Linked DNA regions of Pan troglodytes: region 2 is linked to region 1. A link is a contact called in public Hi-C data. All regions are on one chromosome and are shown on one strand. Each heading gives the region's core, a stretch centred on a gene start, on an enhancer-like site or on the middle of the called end of the contact. The rest is flanking DNA. Distances are from core to core; before and after follow the strand shown. Region 1 has its middle 22 kb from the start of PTGS1. Region 2 has its middle 32 kb from the start of TTLL11.

The links. Hi-C and Micro-C count contacts between places; a contact is called where the count stands out from the background.
Region 2: a Hi-C map of stem cell-derived neural progenitor cells shows a contact between it and region 1, with 15 times the contacts expected there. The contact joins two enhancer-like sites. A contact is called at or near these places in 5 of 7 Hi-C or Micro-C datasets (blood, induced pluripotent stem cells, a lymphoblastoid cell line and 1 more), 1 of 1 datasets of contacts at active chromatin or transcription factors (stem cell-derived excitatory neurons) and 1 of 1 other capture datasets (stem cell-derived neural stem cells).

What each region holds. Positions count from the first base shown.
Region 1 is chr11:16,094,595-16,102,482 of NHGRI_mPanTro3-v2.0_pri, reverse strand. No RefSeq gene overlaps it. Among named protein-coding and RNA genes, the nearest start is that of PTGS1, 22 kb to the right of the region's middle. Within about 2 kb of position 2,767, at least 7 of the 24 cell types and tissues checked have an H3K27ac peak or open chromatin away from gene starts, as enhancers often do. A contact at or near this core is called in stem cell-derived neural progenitor cells, where this site is marked.
Region 2 is chr11:16,317,799-16,325,686 of NHGRI_mPanTro3-v2.0_pri, reverse strand. No RefSeq gene overlaps it. Among named protein-coding and RNA genes, the nearest start is that of TTLL11, 32 kb to the left of the region's middle. Within about 2 kb of position 3,751, at least 9 of the 24 cell types and tissues checked have an H3K27ac peak or open chromatin away from gene starts, as enhancers often do. A contact at or near this core is called in stem cell-derived neural progenitor cells, where this site is marked.

The DNA of each region.
Region 1 (7,888 bases), core at 1,518-4,017:
GCAAACCACCGTGGCACACGTTTACTTATGTAACAAACCCGCACATCCTGTACATATACCTCTGAACTTTAAATAAAAGTTGGAAGTCGGGCTGGGCACAGTGGCTCACGCCTGTAATCCTAACACTTTGGGAGGCTGATGAGGGTGGATCACCTGAGGTCAGGAGTTCAAGACCAGGCTGGCCAACATGGCAAAACCCCGTCTCTACTAAAAATACAAAAATTAGCCGGGCATGGTGGCGGGCACCTATAGTCCCAGCTACTCGGGAAGCTGAGGCAGGAGAATCGCTTGAACCTGGGAGGTGGAGGTTGCAGTGAGCTGAGATCACGCCATTGCGCTCCAGCCTGGGCAACAATAGTGAAACTTCGTCTCAAAAAAAAAAAAAAAAAAAAGTTGGACGTCAAATAAACAAACAAACACACAAACAAAACTATAGATGCTCAACGAATTTATGTCTGTGTGATACGTACAGGGGAACTATGTGAGGCATGTGTTGATGATATGAGCATTTGGAGTCTACAGGGAATGTGCCTGATGTGTGTGTGTGTGTGTGTGTGTGTGTGTATTTGTCCCCATTGGGTGATTGGGGGGCATGAGCTGCAGATACAGTACTGTGGAATGCTGAACTGCCTCCTCCACTTACAGGTTGACCTTAGGGAAGTCATTTAACCCCTCTGAGCCTGACTTCTCATCTGTGACACAGATACTAATAATCACAGCTAACATTTACTGAGCACTCAGTCTATGTGTGGCACTGTACTATACGCTTCTCATGCATGATGATCTCATTGACTTCCCAACAACTCAAAAAAGGAGGTACTACTATCGGCCCCATTTTACAGATGGGGAAACAGAAGCTTGCCACAGGTTAGATAATGGTGAAGCCAGGATTCAAACTCAGGTGATCTGACTGTGGTGTGAACTTTTAGCAGCCAGGCTAAATGAATAGGACCTGTTGCATAGGCCTGTCCGAAGGATTGAATGAGGTCATCCACCCAGAAGTGCATATGGCACATAGTAATCACTCGGTAAATGTTATTGCTATTATTTGCACATCGATATGGGACATATAAAACAGCTACAAGAATGTGTGGGAAATGGGCATGTAGTATATTTGTGACAGAGAGATGTGTAGCTGTGTTTGTGTGGTGTGTATAGACATACATTTACACAAGGTTTATGACACATGTATTTGGGTATATGAATATACGATATATTTTACATGATGAACACAAGGCATGTAAATCCATGTATTATGATGTCTTTGGATGTACTATATTGACATGTGGCTTATGAAATTAGACAAGCACATACTTGAGGGGTGTGATACACATATGGTCTACCCGGGGTCTGCATATGTATACATCTAGGGTGCAGGCATAAATGTGCACATGGCACACAGCAGGACACTTGTGTGCACAGAAGTGATACATATTATAGATGCAGATGCCATAGAGAGAGATCAGATGTAGGCCAGGTGGTGGCTAATGCCTGTAATCCCAGCACTTTGGAAGGCTGAGGCAGATGGATCACTTGAGCTCAGGAGTTCAAGACCAGCCTGGGCAACATGGCAAAACCCGTCTGTGCAAAAAGTAGATAAATTAGCCAGGCGCAGTGGCGTGCACCTGTAGTCCCAGCTACTCAGGAGGCTGAGGCAAGACAATTGCTTGAGCCAAGGAGGTGGAGGTTGCAGTGAGCCCAGATTGTGCCACTGCACTTCAGCCTGGGTGATGGGAGTGAAACCCTCTGTCTCAAAAAAAAAAAAAAAAAAAAAAAAGGTATGCATGTAGCAGAGATAGTATGCATGTTGTATACTAGACTATGTATATACTGTATACCATGCATTTATATGGTCTAGTATGTGCAGATGTATGTGAGGTGCTTATGCATGGGGTATTTATAGGCATGTGGATGTAAGTGGAGTATGTTTGTGTAATACATATACTTGGAGGTATATATTGTATATACTTTTGAGATGTATCTATTTGTTTGTGAAACATATTTTGTGCATCTTTGCTCCAGCGTCACCTTCTTAAGTTAAAATACCCATAGCTACCCTGTTTAAAACAGCCCCAATTTCCCACCAGTCCCTTCTTCCCTTTTCTCCCTAAAAGTATTGATTTTTAATATACCATATAATGTAGTAATTTAGGATGTTCTGTTTCCTCCCTCACTAGAGCATAAACTTCAGAAGTCCAAAGCTCTTCTCAGTTTTTACTGTATTGGCCGCCATCCATTACAGCTCACTGCAGCCTGCATGGAACTCATGGGCTCAAGCGATCCTCCCTCCTCACCTACCCGAGTAGCTGGGACTACAGGCGCGCGCCACCACGCCTGGCCAGCTTTTCTCTTTGTTCACGCTGGACCCCCAGTGCCTGGCACAGGGCCTGGTCCCTGGCAGATGCCCACCCACTCAGCCACCACGTGTGGAAGCAACACGTGGATGTCTGCGCAGGCAATGCGGCTGTGTGGGGCACGTGCAGCGTGCAGTGGAGACTTAGGTGCATGGCACAGACACGCATGTTACAAGGGGTGCGACCGGCAGAAGGCTTGTGCGCGCGCCTGAATACACGACGGCCGCCTGCCCGCTGCCGCTTGCCCATCGCTAGGTCACCTCGCACCCTCGCCCGGCGGCCCTCGGTGGGCGGCTCCGGCCGTCTCCCGGGGCGCGACCCCGTGTACCCGCGCGGCGGTCCCGGGCTGCTGTCATTTCCCGGCGGCCGCAGGGCGGGGAGTGAGCGGGCCGCGGCCCGGCCGGGCGGGCAGGAAGCGCGCATTGTTCGCGGGCCGCGGCCCGGCAGGGAGTTCCCGGCCCCGCGCGGACATAAAAGGAGAAAGAGCGCCCGCGGAGCGGCCCGGGCGGCCGGGGGAAGCGCGGCCCCGTGCTCCGCTGACCCCGGCGTCCACTCCCGGCTCCGCCCATCGCCTTCGAGGCGCAGATTCGAATCCCGGCTCGCCGCCTTCCTGAGCCTGGGAAATGAACGTTGGCTACTGGAAGCCCTCTCAGGGAAGACCCCCGTGCTCGCCCCCTCCACTCCCCGCGTCCAGTTTCCTGCTCCGCTAAAAACCCAACCCTGTGCTACGGTTCCTCAGCCTCCTGACAAGAGAAGGTGCACAGTGAAACCCAGGATTTCGGAGGAAAGTTTCACCAGCTAAGAAACCTACCACTGTAGCTTGAGCCACGCCCCGCAACTCTGGGCTAAAACACCCTCTTCTGAGCGGAACGTTGTTTGCAGGCACCTTTATGGATGGGAAACAGAGACCCGGAAGAGGAAAAACTTGCTTAAGGCCATCAATAACAAAAACCCTATTGTGCAAAATTTTTACAAACCGGGGGCTTTCTCCCGTGCTTAGAGGCATTGCCACTTTCATGGTGGTTGTTGATTGAAAAACTGATGGAATGATCACTTACTGGGTGAACCGGCGTCACACCTGATACTGAATCCTCACGTCCCTTTTGGAGGTGGACATGAGTAAACTGAGGCCCAGAGATATAAAGTGTCTTGCCCCAGCTGGTTGAGGAATGGGACTCGGCCCTGCTCTGTTTTGGGAGATGTTACTCCTGACAATGCTGGCACCATAATCTTGGGCGGGGACATATTTGCATAAGGGTTAAGATCTAATCAAGTCAGGAAAAAGTAAGGAGTTAGCAACCCCACCCATTGCAGCCCAGCCCAGCCCATAGCATTGAGCTTTGCCCTCTTGGCCTAGATTGTCCTCTTGCCTCTTTGGTGGGAAAAGGTAGGAAAGGAAAAGGTTGAATCTTCACAGTTCCCACAGGGGCCCAGAGAGGTTAAGTGAGTGGCACCAGGTCACACAGCAAAATGGCTGTGAAGCAGAGCCTCCACTCACACACAGCCAGACCTCTCTTTTTGGGGAGAACCCTCTTCCTGCGTCCTGAAATTTTGGGGACCTGTCCTGAGGTGTCTTCACCCACTAGGCCAGGAGATTCTGATTATGGAGAAACGGCCTCCCCTCCACCCCTATCCCTGCCCGGCCGGGGAACCCTACACCCTGGGGTAATTGAGATCAGATGCAGCTGTGACCCACAGAATGCTCCCTAGGAACCTGGAAGCATTTATTGTCTGGAAGAGAATCCAGGGCTATCCTCCCTCCCTTGCTGTCCCCTCCCCAGGCGGCCTGGCCGAAGGTGGATCGGGCCTGAGGAGCCTCTGGTGCTGCCCCGGGTTAGAGCAGAGGCCTTGATGAATACGACTGCTGAAAGCGTCTTCCTGGCTTCCTCCTTCCTGGGGATATGGTTACAGGGGGCCAGACTTCCTGCCCAGCCTGCCTTCACCTTCGCCTTTTTAGCAAAGTGTGGTTCTGCAGGCTCTCCTCCTGCAGGCAGCTCCACACGCCCACCCCCATGCTTTGCAGCTGGGGCACCGGCTGGCCCCATTTCATTCAGAGCCCAGCTCAAATGTCACCTCCTCAGGGAGACCCTCCCTGGCCACCCTATATGAACCAGCCCACCTACCAGCAGTCCTTCCCTCTCACCCTGTTTAATTCTCTTCATATCACTTATCTTTAGTTGGGTGGTTCATTTATTTTCTTTCAATAATGTTTATTTCCTCTCCCCACCGCAAGAATGTGAACCCTGGGAGGAAGGGGACTTTGTCCTGCTCACTGCTGTATCATGAAGCCTGGAACTGTGCTTGGCACATAGTAGGTGCTCAGTAAATACTGGCTGAAAGAACAAGGCAAGGACTGAGCACCTACTTTTGACCTCTGAACTTGGAAGTTGACCTTGAATCACGTTGCTCTGAGGTGAGGTTTGCAGTTTCGGATCTCCACCCTTTGGCTTGTCCTGATTGCCCATCTCTGGTATAAATCCCCACTATCTTTTTTTTTTAAGACAGAGTCTCACTTTGTCACCCAGGCTGGAGTGCTGTGGTATGATCTCGGCTCACTGCAACCTCTGCCTCCCAGGTTCAAGTGATTCTCCTGCCTCAGCCTCCCGAGTAGCTGGGATTATGGGTGCCTGCCACTACACCTGGCCCCTGGTCTCCAATTTCTTGTGTCTGGATTTTGGTTCTCTCTCCTCACTCAACAAGCCCATTTTACATGGTAGTGCTATGAAGTCGGGCAGGGTGCCTGCTGGCCAATACCATACCTTTGTCTGACTTGAGAAAAGGTGCTCCCTAATGGGAGGATGCAGTCCTGCTGGTCCCCAGCTTGACCAACAGAAAGTGAACTTACATGAAGAAAACGGACCATCTTTTTTGGCTGACACAGCCCCACACTTGGGCATAGGTTGGCTGATTTCAGACCTCTTGTGTAGTGCACAGACTCCACAGGTGTGTGACTTGTGCTTGGTTTAATCTTCTACTGCTATTGTCTTGAACATTTTAATATTTGAACAAGGGGCTGCGTATTTTTATTCTTCAAAGGGCCCCTCAAATTATGTAGCTAGTCCTGATTCTACACACAGTCCTGATTAGGTGTTAGCTGCCGCCATTATACAGAGGGGGGAAGCTGAAGCCCAGAAAAGGTGACCACTAACGTGGCTCAGTGAAGCCTGGTGGGGCAGAGGCTGGTCTGCCAGCTCCTAGCTGGGTGAGGCTGGGCACACTCTGTTATGGGGGAAACAGGCATGGTCCCCTCCCCTGACCCCCGCAGGTGCTCAGGATCAGAGAGAAGAGAGATGCTGTTCATTTGTTTGCATTGCCTGGACACAGCAGGTGCTTGGTACTTGTGGGGGACTGAGGTGCCAGGGCAGTGTGGTAGAGGGAGTGACGCTTTCCATTAGGGGCTTTGGAGAGGGCTCCCTGGAGGAGGTGTCAAGGGATCTGACATTGAAGGATGAGGAGGGTTTGAATCAAGAGAGGAGGGGAAGGATATTCCCAAGAGAAAGTCCAGGATGGGCAAAGATCGCTCAGTCTGGATAGGAGAATGAGGATGGCACTGGAGAGGTAGGGGCCTCAACGTCAGGGTGAAGATTTTATCTTCTGTGTGGGCTTGGGAGAGTCCCCAGCTTCTACTCCAACCACAGCAGATCAGTGTAAACATGTTTTCTGTTTTATACATGGGATGGAGGTGCAGGGAGTGAGAGGGTCTTTGGATTTTGCTTGTAAAAAAAGAAGTTGCCTCTAAAAATATGTTTAAAAGCCACAGCTGTCAGGGATGGAAAACAGAGAAGGAATTAATACTCTGTCTGGCAGCTCTGGCCTTCTTTCCTTAAGGAGGGTTTGCCCTCTTTAAGGAAAACCCATAGCCTCAGAGAGGGGCAGGTGTCTGCTCTGGGTCCCTGGTGTATCTAGAACCCAGGACTCCTGACTACTAGATTGGTGCTTTTTTGACTTCATAGCTGCAGGAACTCATCTCCACAGGCCTGTGGTCCAGTTTCCGTGGTCTCGTGGCAAAGCTGCATCTCCAGCAGCAATAGATGCTTCCCTGTCCCTCCTCTGGCCGGCCTGCCAGGCCAGCCCTGGAAAAAGGCGGCCTATGCTGCCACCTGGTGGCCACTCACAGGCAGGGGAGGGTGCCACTTCTCTGCTGGGAGCTAGCTGCATTGTCCTGGTAACTGATGGTCTAGATGCGGGATCCTGTGCCTGGGTGGGGGTTGCCCTGTTCTGGGGCATTGACCCCTTTGGGAATCTGGGACTATTAATGGTGGTATGGCCCACCTCAAATCTGTTCTTCCTTCTGTCTTTCCCAGTCTAAGGGACGTAATACCCTAATTGTCTAATCTGGAAGCCTGGGTTTTACCCTTGACTCTTCCCCCTCTCTTTTCCCCTAAATCCGGTCTGTCCCGAAGTCCTGTCAAGCCTACCTTTTAGGCACATATGGCATGTGTCCCATGCTCTCTATTCTCAAGACCACGACTCGGGTCCAGCCGCATCATTGTCCTCACCTGGTCTTCTCCCCACTCAGGCCTGTCTGCAATCCGCTCCCCAGTCTACATCCAGGGGGACTTTGTTAAAATGCATGAATACTTATATTCTCCCTGCTTGAAACCATCAATGGCTCCCTATTACTCCCAGGACAAAACTTAGCCTTTTTGCCAGGAAACCCCTCTTAGAAAGTCTCTTACAAACCCTCTAGCTCTGCTTCCCACAGGCCCCCTCTTTCCCCCACTAGCTGGGCAGCATAGCACAGTGGTTACAGGAGTAGATGCTAGTGCCTGGGTATCTGCTTTTTTTTTTTTTTTTTGCAATGGAGTCTCACTCTGTCACCCAGGCTGGAGTGCAGTGGCGCAATCTCAGCTCACTGCAAGCTCCGCCTCCTGGGTTCAAGCCATTCTCCTGCCTCAGCCTCCCCAGTAGCTGGGACTACAAGCGCCTGCCACCACGCCCGGCTAATTTTTTGTATTTTTTTTTTTAGTAGAGATGGGGTTTCACCCTGTTAGCCAGGATGGTCTCAATCTCCTGACCTCATGATCCTCCCGCCTTGGCCTCCCAAAGTGCTGGGATTACAGGCGTGAGCCATCAAGCCCTGCTGGTATCTGCTTTTAAATTTCGCTTTTGTCATTTGATAACTGTGTGACCTCAGTCAGGTTCCTTATCTCATTTTCCCAATCTCCAAAATGGGATTGATGATAATAGTGCCTAAGAGGCACTATTAACTGAAATATCACATAAGAAATTGTGCTAAGTTGGGCCAACTACAAGGTTAGAGGGCAGAGACTCCACACAAGACCACTTTCATTTCTTTCTTTCTTTCTTTCTTTTTTTTTTTTTTTGAGATGGAGTCTGGCTCTGTTTCCCAGGCTGGAGTGCAGTGGTGTGATCTCGGCTCACTGCAACCACCACCTCCAAGGTTTGAGTGATTCTTCTGCCTCAGCCTCCCAAGTAGCTGGGACTACAGGTGCGTGCCACCAAGCCTGGCTTTTTTTTTTTTTTTTTTTTTTTTGTATTTTTAGTAGAGACAGGGTTTCACCGTGTTAGCC
Region 2 (7,888 bases), core at 2,502-5,001, 220 kb before region 1:
GCACCTGGCACCACCCGAGGCCCGCCTGGGAAAGAGAGGGCCTGAGAGCCAACTCAGCCTGGCACCCGGGAGGCGATGGTCTGGTGAGACTTGGGAAGCTGAAGGTCCTGCCCCAGGTGGAACTCAGAAAGATAAAGAAATGGCAGCTCAGAGATAGGAGGGGACTTGCATAGGCTGCCTGTCCAGGCAGCGGCCAAGCTCTTGTGACTGTAGAGTCCTTTATTACCCTTTCCCACTCCCAAGCCAAAATGCTGGTACCAGGACCCAACTGAGTCAGATCCATCTTCAGTTTCCCCTAGACACCCAGTGGGCTCCAAGAGGCCAAATCCCGGGGACTGGACCCCTAGGACAAGTCGGTGACCCAGGGTTGCCTGCCCTTCTTTGCCCCAATACCAGGACTGCCCTGGGCCTATAACATGCTTTCCTGAATTCTGGATAGGTCTCCCTACCACAGCTCAGAGAGGGTTGCCCACTTGCCCAAGATCACACAGCCGGGGAGCTGGCACCGGACAACTGGCCCGTGGGTGCTCTCCTGTGTCACTGTCCTCGGTTGCCCTGGGCTGGCCCAGCTTCTGAGGGGAAGGGGCCCTCCATAGAGGTACTGTCTCCCCAGGCCACTTCTTGCTCCTGCCCTGGCTTCAGCTTCCCTGCCACCCACCAGCAGTGATCAACTAAAGCCACACTTTGTCAGACATGGAATGAGGCTCCAACCCTGACTCCTTGTCCCCAGCTGAGGCCACCAGCAGCCACCAGCACACCAGCCCCTCTGAAGATCTGATGGCGGCCCAGAGCCAGGAATCAACTGTCGTGACCCTCACATTGCCCCTCCCACCAACTGGCACCAAAGGACTGCAGACCCACAGGGCAGCACTGGGAGGCATCCCAGGATAGGGCGGGGCTGCCTCAGAGACCTGAGGACCAGCAGTGCTGAGGAGACTCTCATGCTCTTTCCCTCCTTGTCTCGATGAGCCCTGAGGCCCAAAGAGGGCACAGGTGCTGACATGTCCCAGAGAGGGCAAACAGTGGCAGGACAAGGAGCCTGGACAAAGAGCCAGAGCTCTGCCCTGGGGGCAGACAGAAGAGGCAGAGGCAGCCCCACCCCCACCCCAGTACTCCCCGTAAGAGGAAGCAGAGGCCACCTTCACAGACGGTCGCTGCAGGCAGGTTTAACCCAAGCTCATGGGATGGTCTGTCCTCACTCAGCTAACCTTGCACACGCCTGTAGGCCTCCTCGGGCTAGCATTCTGTGTTCTCACCACATGCCATACCTGTGCCATTGACCTTACTCACTTTACACACTTATTGTGGTCAGATGGGGGGTGTCACATTGAGCTGGGAAGGCGGTAAGGGGATGCAAAATGAAGGGGATCCCAACAGGGTCCAAGAGAATATGATGTCCAACTGCCCCATTTTGCGGAGAAAGAAACTGAGGCCCAGAGAGCCCAAGGACGCATCACAGATGAAAACAGCATCTGGAAGCCGACTCCTTACAGAAGCCTGAGCCCACGCAGGACCTGCTTTTATGCTGCCCCCTTGTGGTCAGAGGAGGGACTGCCACCCAGAGGCGCCCCCTGCCTTGAGTCCACTGAAATATTTGGTCTCCTTTTCTCCTTCTGAGGTCAGCTCGCCTCAACCCTACCCCAGGGTCTTACTCCCTCCTTGTTTGTAGGTCCGGAGGCTCCTCAAGGGCAAAGGGCACCCGAGTGTCCCCACCAAAGGCTGGCCCCCTTGAGCAGAGATACGTGGAGAGGTGACCAGCTTTGCTTTACTGAGCCTGCCTGGCAGCCCCACAGCCACATCCGGGCCCCCTCTTCAGTCCTCATCTCCGTGCCTCCTCTTGTTTTCTACATGACTAATCATGTCCTCTTTCTTGGAACCCCCTCCTTCCTTGGCCCCAGTGATGCCACACTCTCCTGGGTTTCCTCCAGTCTCCCTGGGTGTTCCTTCTCTCTTTTGTGGGCATCTTGTTCCCCTTGGTCCCAGCCTGTTGGTGCCCCCTGAGCCTCTTGTTTTTGCCTGGATTTGGAGCTGGGCCACCTAGCCGGCAAGCAGGTAGACACCTCAGGGCACCATCAGACCAGGAGCATCAAACAAGGAAGACGAGGAGGAAAATGTGTTTCTGTGAACCCATGGATGTGACGATTGCAAACTTTTTTTGTTTTTATTTTTATTTTATTTTATTTTTTTTGTTTTTTGAGATGGAGTCTCACTCTGTTGCTCAGGCTGGAGTGTAGTGGTGCGATCTCGGCTCACTGCAACCTCTCCCTCCCAGGTTCAAGCAATTCTCCTGCCTCAGCCTCCCGAGTAGCTAGAATTACAGGCATGCGCCACTATGCCCGGCTAACTTTTTGTATTTTTAGTACAGACGGGGTTTCACCATGTTGGCCAGGCTGGTCTCGAACTCTTGACCTCAGGTAATCTGCCCATCTTGGCCTCCCAAAATGCTGGGATTACAGGTGTGAGCCACCGTGCCAGGCCAAGAGTTTTGTAAGGCATGTAAGTGTTACATTTTATAATTTAATTTAGACTCCTTTTTGACTCATGGGGGTGAGGTGAACACCATATCTTTGGTGCTTAGGGCTTCCAAGGACCTTTCCTGGGTGGCCTCAGCTGTGCACTGCCTTCAACCACCTGTCAGTAACCTTCCAACTCCCAAGTGAATATCTCCAGGCCTGATTTCAACTGCCTCCTGGATACCTCTCCAGACATCCCCTTGGCTCTCAGGCTCTAGGCTGATACCTCTCCAGACATCCTCTCCAGACATCCCCTTGGCTCTCAGGCTCTCAGGCTCTCACAGCCACATCAGACTCATCATCTCTCCCCCAGGCCCCTTTGTCAGCACTGATATGCCCCAAGGTAACTTCATCTTCCGGCTCCATGCCCACCATGGCCAATTCCTCACCAAAGCCTGGCGAGTCCATCTCCTTAATAGCTCTGGGATCTGCGTCGTTCTTGCCACCTCACTCCTGCCCCTGTCCTGGTCCAGGCCACCACATCCCTCCCATCTGGCCCTCCTGCCTCCTTAGCTGGTGCTCACATTCCCATCTGAGCAAGTCGCTTCTTAGCTGGTGCTCCTTAAGCTTCTCCTTAGCTGGTGCTCACATGCCCATCTGACCAAGTTGCTTCCCTGTCTGGGCCTGTCTCCAGATCCCTGTCCCCCAGAATAAAGCCCACACACCTAATACTGGCCTCGAAGACCTCCAAGGGGTTGCCTGGCCACCCTCCACAGCCTCATCTCCCGCCACCCAGGATCTCACCCTGCTGTTCGAGGTGCTGAGATGCTGTCAGAGTTTGATGACTGACAAACAAACCAAACAGGAGAGTGGCTGGGCTGGGGTGAAGTAGGAGAAGACTAGACATACCTCCCAGGGCTCTTCAAGCTGGCGATGACCTATGAAGTTGTCCACTCTGCCACTAAAGACCACCAATCTGCAAGTGGTCCCAGCCCAACTCGTACTCCTCCCATGATAAGGAGCTCCGCCCCCTCACCATCCCTGGACTGATCCTTCTGTGAGCAAGTTCTGCTCACATGTTCTGCATTACATGCAGATTGGGGTAGGGAACTGGAACTCAAAAGACCCTCGACCCTAGGAACACAAATTCCTTTTCCTCCCTGAAATCCCATCCCTGGGAGTCCCAGTTCTCTGGGTCTGGGCTTGGACACCCTCATCGTGGCTCAGCTGTGGTTCTAGGAAGCTAGCCAGAGCCTGACAGAGAGATTGCCAAGACAGCCGCCAGAGGGCAGTGCTGCCCCACACACGCCCAGGGGCCAGCCTGCCTTTGTGTCTCAGGCTGCGTGGGTCTTTCAAGGAGAGGCTGCGTGTCTATGTTTGTGTGTATGTGACTGTGGGAGTCTATTACTTTGTGTGTCTCTGGCGGCAGGGTTGGGGGTTGTCTAGGCCAGTTGGTATATGTGGTTGTCCATTTTTTGCTCACGTCTGAATACCCCAATTTCCATCCCAGGAAGGGGTGCAGATGCCTGGTTACTCAGTGGGGCCCCAGGCAGGACGGGGAGGAGCACGGCCATCCTCTGAAGAGCCCTCGCCACCATCACCCCCACCATGAGCCTCCAGCCAGACTGGGCCTCAGGTACCTGTCAGTTAAGTCAATGACCCAGTGACAAGGACCAGTTAGTTGTCCTTGTCACTGTCTGGAACCCAGGGCCAGTCCTGGTCTGTGGCGTCCAGGTGCTGCAAACCCCCAGTCCCTCCCTCCCAGCCTCCTCTCCCCTCCTGCCCACCATCACCATACAACAAGGACAGGGAGACTATACCCCCATATCACAGTGGAGGTGTCCGTTTGATCAGCCTTGAGCTGGACACCAGAGCTTCCTGGTGACTCACCGGCAGCCCCCAGGCTGGTCAGGCCCGGGAGAAGGACGCCAGTGTACCCTGCCTGCTGCTGTACCTGCAGGACATGCCTGGACACCAGCGTGCTCTGGGAGGGAGCTGTCCTGTTGCCTGCGGTGGTGGGGACAGGGGAAGGCTGCTCTGAGCTGTACTTGGGATGCGTCTGGGAAGACAGGAAGGGCGTGCCAGCAAGAGAACAGCATGTGCAGGGCAGGGAGGTGTGAGGGCGCAGCCTGGGCAGCCAAGGGGCCTGAGCCGCAGGATAAGTGGGTCTGGTGGCATGCGGGAGGCGGCAGAGGCAGCGGGCAGGGAGGGGCCTCTCTCCCCAGCAGCTTGGTTGCGGGGACGAGCCAAGCCACCCCATGCTCACAGCCAAGGCAGGGGTCTTGAGACCCGCCTCATACCTCTGTGACCTCCAAGGAGCAGACAGTCCCCGTTACTGCCCCTGCTGTCCCCAGGGACCCAGGAACGCAGGGAATGTGCAGCTGGAGGGGGAGGGACAGCGACTGACATTCTAGACCGGTGATGCACCCAGTTAGAGGCCTAGAGCGAGGAGAGGAAGTGTGGGGCACAGAATAAGGAGAGAGAGAACAGAGGGAGAAAGAGACACCGGGAGGGGAAGGGAGACAGAGACGGGGAGTCGGAGGAGGGAGCGGAGAGAACCGAGGGAAGGGGGTGCCAGGAGGAGGGGTAGGGAGAACTTTCTTGGCCTCCCTGCTCGCGCCCTCCCGGGCAATCAGGCCGGCAGGAGGCAGGTGGTCCGGGGCAGACAATGGCGCGGAGGAGTGCGGAACCTGGGACTAAATTTGGCGTTGCCTTTGCAGGGCGCGGGGCGCCCGTTCATCTCGATGCAAAGGAGAGACGAAATGAATATGCAGCGCGGGCTGTAATTGGGCCGCCGCGGCCGCCGCCGCCGCCGCCGCACTATAATTTTCCAAACAGGATCTTGCAATCAGGGCCTTATTCATTAGCGCATAAACAATTTTGTTTCTCGGCACTCGAGCCTGTCAATCACGCGGAGAGGGAACATCTTGGCCGGAGGCGCGGGCCGCCGTGCGCGCTCCCACGCGCGCCCCCTCGAGCGCCGCCAGGTGGCTTTGTGTCCGGGAGGCCCTTGGGTGCTGGGGTGGAGGGGGCCCGGGGCACGCTTCGGGGTCCACACCCCAGCCCGGCAGATGGGGGTGGGCGGCCTGAGAGAACACAGGTTTGGGGGCCCACCGCCCCGGCTTGCAATTCTGCTTCTGACCTCACCAGCTCTGCCCTTGGGCAACCCCCCTTCGCCTCCCCAGCCTCAGTTTGCCCTCTGTAAGATGTGCTCAGCGCGCTCACCCCGCAGAACTAGAGGGGGCATCGGGTGGAATAATGGATGCTTTGGGTGCTGAGGCCGGGGGGTGGGGTGCTGAGGAGGGGGCCTTCTAGCTCCTTTTATTAAAGGAGGGGATCAGAGGCCCACAGAGCGCTTCTCATCCCATCACCACCCCCACCCCTCTAGGACGGCTCCTGCGACTCTGTCTAGGGAGGCCTCAGAGTGGTTCTCTAAGAGCTGGGCTGGGCACAGCCCTGGGCTCACCCACACGCTGGGGTGGGCACGCATGCGTGATCTCCCGTGCTGGCTCCCAGGAGGGCTGTGCACGCGGGGACACCTATAACTCTACAAGCCCATGTGTGACTGTGCCACAGGCTTTGTGCCTGTGTGTGTGTGTGTGTGTGGGCGGGGGCGCTGTGACTGTGTGTTCAGCTACTTGGCTGCTGGTGAGATCATGGAGCTGAGTGTGGCTGCCTAGCAGTAGCCAGGTGACAAGGACTGAAGGGGGCTGGTGAACAGAACTGTGGGGTCTTTGGGGCCCAGGTGACCTGGCAAGAACTGCAGAGAGGGCAGGAAGCCCTGAAGGGCTGTGTCTTTCAGGACAGATGACATCTCTGTCTTCTCCGCCTCCTCCCTGGCGACCCCTCCATCAGCCCCATGTCCCCAGCACAGTCATCCAGGGTGCCCAGGCTGGGGAGATAAGCAGCCTGGTTTTGCCCTACTGCCAGGCCTTGCAGTGGGGAGGGTTCACCTTCCCCACCTCTCTGACCCCACCCCCAGCCCCCTCAGTGCCTCCCTGACAGCACCAAGACTCAGACCCAGGCTCCCTCCATCAGGGAAGCCTAAAGGCCTCTGGAATTTCAGGGCCAAATGTTCTAATCAGCTCAGATTTACAGAGATCACAGCAGGTCAGAGCTGGATAGACCTATTGCATGGATGAAGAAACAGAGGCCTAGGACTGGAAACAGGAACGATACAGGCCTGGGACCCCCCACCCCCAGCAAGTGGGGAGCAGAGCTAGGATCTGAACTCCTGTCTCTGGTCCCAAAGCAGGGGGCAAGGACCTGACTTCCCGAAGACACACACCGCCGACAAGCATAAGCACCAGCAGACCACGGAGGCCTCCCGCAACCCGCCATGCCCCTCTCCTGCCCCCACCCCGGCATCCTCCTCCTCTGCTGTGCCCAACCCCTGCCCCCTCCACAGTCCCCACTCCACACAGAGACAAAGAATTTGAGGATGTGCTGGCAGCCAACTGACAGGCCATCAGTCTCTACCCAGACACCCTCTTCACAGTTCTAGCCCCAGCCCGGATGCCACCCCACCCGCTAGTCACCCCCAGCACCGGGCCAGGAAGGGAGGCGGCCCGGGAAGGGGCTGTGGGGGAAGGCACGGAGTCCGGAAGCCCAGAGGAACAGTCTTCAACCTGTGAATCCGGCCGCGCCTGGCCCTGCAGCCTCCCCGGCCCGGCAGCCTCCCTGCTCCTGTGTGTTCCAATGCATGATGCACAGCTGACCCCTGCCTGTGAGGGACCCAGGCCGTCTGTGAGGCAGTTGCCATGAGTGACTCCTGGTGAACAGCCCATTGGCATCTCCAAGTGCTGGGCAGAGGCCAGAGGCAATGGCTTTGGACGAGGAGACCAAGGTTTAAAACCCAGCTCTGCCACTTTCTGGCTGGTTGACCTCAGGCAAGTCACCAGACTTCTCTGTGCCTCAGTTTCCTCATCTGGAAAGAAGAGCTATTTAACTCACTGGGCACCCAGTCGGTACTTGGTGCTTAGTAAACAATAGGATGAAGGAAAGGAAGGCACAGAGACCCTCCCACCTGCAGGCCAGACTTAAACCCAGACCCTAGACCCCAGAAACGTGTTCCAGAGCTTTCACGCATGAGGAACCCTTGCCAGGCCCCCACCTGCTGGAGGCAGCCGAGTCAGGGTTTCTAAGCAAAACTCACACGAGTTTGTCATTCTTGAAAAACAGTCCCTTTCCAAGCCCTGTTTGACCTTTCCTTAATGGACCACTTGCTTTCAGGGCCCTCATCCTGGGAGGTAGGTTACTCTGCCCATGTAATGGAGACAGAACTGACCCCAGAGGGTCAAAGCCTCTTCCCCAAGGTTCTTCCTCAACTGGGAAGAAAAAGAGTCAGGACTTGAATCCACTCTTTCAAGTGCTCCTGTTTCTGCTCCCATTCTTCTGCTGCCTTGGTGGGGATGGGCCTTCCAGTTGGGGACACC